Regions from separate parts of the Mus musculus genome. Here region 2 is linked to region 1. A link is a contact called in public promoter capture Hi-C data. All regions are on one chromosome and are shown on one strand. The core of a region is the stretch at or near the end of the contact, and the rest is flanking DNA. Distances in the headings are between cores, read along the strand shown.

Region 1 (2,730 bases), core at 74-2,573:
TTAGCTCATTTACATTTCCAATGCTATACCAAAAGTCCCCCATACCCACCCACCCCCACTCCCCTACCCACCCACTCCCCCTTTTTGGCCCTGGCGTTCCCCTGTACTGGGGCATATAAAGTTTGCGTGTCCAATGGGCCTCTCTTTCCAGTGATGGGTGTGTAACTTCTTAAGAAGCCACTGAGGGCTGGGGAGATGAGAGCACTGGCTGCTGCTCTTCCAGAGGACCTGGGTTCCATCCCTAGCACCCACATGGTGGCTCACAGCTGTCTGTAACTCCAGTTGCATTTCTGACATTTACACAGACATACACGCAGACAAAACACCAATGCACATAAAGAAAAGAACATTATAAAGAAAAGAAGCAACGACTGCTGCACTGTTGTCCAGCAAGTGTGCGAGGATTCCTTGTGTGTCCTCTCCTTTTGAGTGGGAACACACTCGCTGTCGTTGTGCTTTGACTTTGTTTCTTCTTGATAGCCAGTAATCGTGAGCATCTTTTCATGTTCTTGTCAGCTGTGTGTAAGTCTCAGTTGATGATGTGTGTAAGCCTCTTGCCTATTTCCCCTCATGCTTTTTATAAAATGACAGCTGGGATTTATCCATACAGCATACAAGTCACTCATTTAAAGTGTATGGCCAAGTGAGGTAACTGTGAAGTATGCGGCTATCACCAGGTCAGCTTGAGGGCATTTTTATGACCCTCAAAGATACTCTTTTTCTATTGGTGGCCACACTCATGTGTTCCCACACTCTAGGCCGCCACTAGTTTACTCTCTGTCTCTGGGGGTTTGCCTATTCTAGATGAATAATATATTTGAAATCATATACTACATGGCCCTTTGTAACTGACTTCTTACATTTAACATATTCAAGGCTCCATATACATTGTAGTTTCAGGGTGAACCCTGGTCTGACTTGTGCTGTGTCCATTGCCCGTCCTCTGCTTCCCGTTCACTGAGGCCATGGAGAGTCTCAGACCCTGCCTGGGCTTTCCCGACCCACACAGCCTGAGTGCTGTAACGTTCCCTTGGAGTGTCGCCAGTCACCTTTCTACTTGCAGTGTTCTGCCTGTATACCTCATGGTCCTTAGAAGGATCTTTTAAAGTACATGCTCTATCTTTTGAATCCCTGGCTAAAGCTTTTAGGAAGGCCTCTTGCCTTCAGGGCAAGTTGGGCCTCCTTAGCTATTTGGATCCTGGCTGGTCTGGACTCCTCTTGCTGGCCTGCCCACATCCTCTCCTGACTTAGGTCTAGAGGGCCTTGCTCTCACTCACACCCTTGCTTGGTCTCTGCCCTTCGGTCTGACTTCTGACTCTTAGACATAAATCTGTTTGCTTATTTCACAAATGGTGATGGAAATGCCGTCTGCCAGGGACCTTGCTGCCAGTGTCCACATCTGCTTGGGTTCATTGACAATGACATGTTGTTCATCTGGTATGGATACACTGGGGTGAAACAGTCGTTTGTGGATTGGCAGAATTCCTTCAGGAAGCCCTCTCTGAAGCGCCTGCATGCACTAACCGCGGCTTCTTTCCAGTGACGACTGCCCCCTCCCCTGTTTGTGTCCTTCCTCTGTTCTGCTGTCCTCTGTGTCCTCAGGAGCATGCTCATTTGTTAACTGAGGGAATGAATGAGTAAATGAATGAGTGAATGAATGGACGGAGAGACGGACTGTTACATGCTCCCGTGAAATTGCCGAGTGCCCCTCACGTGTTAGCTTCACTCCTGACACTTGGTTTTTCCTGTCCTGTTGCCAGGTCTCCCTCCTCCTGGGTGAACCCTTTTTCACCACCAGCCTGCTGCCATGGCACAACCTGTACTTCTGGTATGTCCGTACCTCTGTGGACCAGCACCTAGCACCTGGAGCTGTGGTGATGCCTCAGGCTGCCTCACTGCATGCCGTGATTGTGGAGTTCAGGGTAAGTGACCCAGGACTCTATGGAAAAGCAACAGGGTGGGGAGGCTGTGTGCCCGAGAGTCCTTGAGTGCAGAGGGAGCAGCTTGGGCCCTGCCGACGACACTTTTCTTTTCTGCATCAGTGGCTGCACTTTTAAAAAGCAGTAATTTGACATATGAAATGGAAATGACTGTGTGTTGTCATTTTACAATTGTGGCTTATCAGAATAATTAAAGACATAAATTAAGTGTTTCAGGAGGCACGCTCTGACTGTGCAGCTCGCCGTGCTCTTAGGAGAATGGAGGCCGCGGCTGTTAGAGCGTTCCGAGAAGGGGACTTCTCTTTTTTTATGCAAGAAGGAATTGAAAAGCTTCATTTTAATTCTCTCATCAAAGCAGAAGCACAGTAGTCACCAAGTCATTTTGGGAAAGGCATTTTTTTATTAAAAGGATTTTGAAGTGCTTTGTACCTGAAATGGAGAGTGAATCACATTTGATATTCTTGTAAGAGAATGGCTCTATCTGTAGCCTCATGCTTCCATCTCTTAATTTCTGGGCATTTTTCTGTTATTTACCCAATGGAATTTCCATACGGGTCTTGGCTCTCGTGACTGAAGAGTGGCTGTAGAAAAGTGTGCTTATTCTAACCTGGCTAAGGCAGGAGATGAACTGTCCAGAGTGTGCTGGGGGCCTTCTCTCCTTTCATGCTGTGTTCACAGGCCCCCAGGTCCCTGAGAGCTGCCTACAGCATCCTCAGTCTAGGAGTTCTAAGTAATTGTTTCCTTAGGAGGAGACTTAGTGTCATGTCAGTTTACATATTCTTAGACCAGT
Region 2 (2,730 bases), core at 97-2,596, 320 kb after region 1:
TTAAATAGTGTGCCCCATTTACTGAGGAAGGCTCTGCCCCTGAGAATAAAGAGAGGGGAAGCTTGCTGTGTGTTGATGTGGAAAGATCCAGGAGAACTGGCAGACAGGGAAAAATGGAGATCTGTGTTTAAAGGGCAATGCCTTTGGAGAGAAATGGAGAAAGTAAGATGGTACGATTTTTTTGTTGTTGTTGTTATTTAACTTAAATATGTAGAGAAACTCCAAAAGCAATGCTGTCCAATAGAAGTTTCTGCAATGATGGAAATATTCTGTGCTTACACTAAAGACAAATAGATCCACAAGCTACTTCCAGTGCTGAATACCTGAATTTTTTACTTTATTTTATGTATCATCCCCACCCCAGCTTTTATAAACTGGGGAGAAAACCCAGGCTTGGTGTGTGTTAGGCAAGGCCTCTACCAACTGACCTAAATCCGTAGCATACTCCCTTTCCCATCAAAATAAGACCCTTATTATGTTTAAGACGGGGTCTCACTGTAGGATAATCTGGCCTCAAATGGTCTATCCTCCTGCCTCATCTTCCTGGGTGCTTAGTTTATAGACCTCTGTCTCCTTCCCAGGCTTCATTTCTTTTCTATCTTTTTTAAATTTTATTTTGTTTTGTTTTGTTTTGCTTTTTGTTTTTTGAAACAGAGTTTCTCTGTATAGCCCTGGCTGTCCTAGAACTCACTCTGTAGACCATGCTGGCCTCGAACTCAGACATCCGCCTGCCTCTGCCTCCTGAGTGCTGGGATTAAAGGCGTGCGCCATCATGCCCAGCCCCAGGCTTCATTTCTGTGCTAGTCTAGTCTACTGTTGTAATTAAACACTCTGAACAATAGCAATTTTTAAAATTTATTTATTTATTTAATGTATGCGAGTACACTGTTGCTGTCTTCAGACACACCAGAAGAGGGCATCTGATTCCATTACAGATGGTTGTGAGCCACCATGTGGTTGCTGGGATTTGAACTCAGGACCTCTGGAAGAGCAGTCAGTGCTCTTAGCCACTGAGCCACCTCTCCAGCCCCAACAATAGCAATTTAAGGAAGGAAGAGGGCCATTTAACTTCCCGTTCCAGGTTACAGTTCATCACTGAGGGAATTCAGGGCAAGATCTGAACAAAACCCATGGAGGAACACTGCTTACTGCCTTGCTTTCTGGCACACTGAACAGCTAGAGCTTGCTCATATAGGTTGGAGACCCACCTGCCTATGGATGGTGCACTCACCCACTAGAGCCCGCCCACATCTATCATCCACCATGACAGATGACCCACAGACAAGGCCACAGGCACCCTCTTTCCAAATGACTTTGGTTGTGTGTGTCAAATTAACCATAAAAACCGGCCAGCTCATTTGCTGAGTTAATAATCAACATGTGCCGAGCGTGAGCCAGGTGCTACAGGTCTATAATCCCAGTAAACTGGATGCAGAGGCAGGAAAATAAGATTTCAGATAGATAGGGCTCTCCTGTGTCTATAAGGACAGAGGTTAGAGAGAAGAAAGCATGGGTGACCAGCTGCTTGAGAGTGCTTTTAAAAGAGCTCACAGAATCCCTCGAAAGCCTGAGTATATTGGTAGCTCAATGGTACAGCGAGTGGTGTGAATTGCCCTGGTTCCGGCATTAGCACTTCAGAAAACTCCCACTCAAAAGTGGGAGCATAAATGATGAACCACACAGCAGGGTGACAGGGCAGTAAATTCACAGCTAGAGCCCTAAGCCTTACAGGAGAGAAGGTTCCCTGTCGTGAGAGCTGTCCTCCTGCCCATTCACAGAGTCCCTCAGAGCATTGTGAGTAAGGCCATCCTGCTCTCTGCAAGGATCATCTCTAGAATTATGTGGGCTACCCCACAATGTGAGGAGTTCATTTAAATTTCAATTTGCAGGTGGCTAGAGATATGGGCTCAGTGGTTAAGAGAACTCGAGAGGACAGCAAGGTCAGTTCCCAGCATCATGGGGACTCAGTCCAACTGGAACTCCAACTTCAGGGGATCTAATTCCCTCTTTGGGCATCAGGCACACATGTAATTCATAGACAAACACACTCACACAAAATAAATAAATCTAAAAACTTAAAGTGAGTGAGTGTGTGTGTGTATTTAAAGTTTGAAAATTGGGCTTAGTGGCACACGCCTTTAATCCCAACACTCTGGAGGCAAAAGCAGGTGGATCTCTGAGTTCCAGGCCAGCTTGATCTACAGAGCAAGTTCCAGGACAGCCAGGACTGCCTAGGGAAACCCTGTCTCAAACAAAACAAAATTAAACAAATCATATGCACACATATTTATCCATAAATTTATAGTTTGAAATGATTGTCAACAGGAAAACCTTCGTACTTTAAAGAACTTAATTGTGAAAAAGGACTTTACCTTACAGTCTCTTTTAAGTTGTTTGATCCTGTTTAAAACCATTAATCTCAAACTGATAATAAAGCACCTCCCAGTCACACTCCTCTCAGTCTGCCCACTCCATTACTGGAGGAGGGCAGGACAAGAACCTGGCTGGGGACAAGGGATGATCTCTTGGACCACCTTGATCCCTGGTTAAAGATGGTGACTCTTCACATCAGATTTTTGTCAACTTGGCACAAGTAGGGTTTTCTGGGAAGAAGGAACCTCAATTGAGAAAATGCCGCCATCAGGTTCGCCTCAGGCAAGCCTGCAGAGACATTTTCTGGATTAACGATTAACAAGGGAGGGCCCAACCTACATTGCAAGGTGCTGCTCC

The links. Promoter capture Hi-C pulls out the DNA fragments that hold promoters and counts their contacts.
Region 2: a contact with region 1 is called in a promoter capture Hi-C map of liver, with 2.1 times the contacts expected there. The contact joins two enhancer-like sites. A contact is called at or near these places in 1 of 39 promoter capture datasets (liver) and 1 of 9 other capture datasets (pancreatic islet).

Annotation. Positions count from the first base shown.
Region 1 is chr8:106,245,303-106,248,032 of GRCm38.p6, forward strand. Prmt7 (protein arginine N-methyltransferase 7) reads left to right here. Exons shown (of 18, transcript NM_145404.1): 14 at 1,761-1,922. Among named protein-coding and RNA genes, the nearest start is that of 4930506A18Rik, 36 kb to the right of the region's middle. Within about 2 kb of position 1,324, at least 9 of the 459 cell types and tissues checked have an H3K27ac peak or open chromatin away from gene starts, as enhancers often do. A contact at or near this core is called in liver, where this site is marked.
Region 2 is chr8:106,569,290-106,572,019 of GRCm38.p6, forward strand. No RefSeq gene overlaps it. Among named protein-coding and RNA genes, the nearest start is that of 1110028F18Rik, 16 kb to the right of the region's middle. Within about 2 kb of position 1,347, at least 35 of the 459 cell types and tissues checked have an H3K27ac peak or open chromatin away from gene starts, as enhancers often do. A contact at or near this core is called in liver, where this site is marked.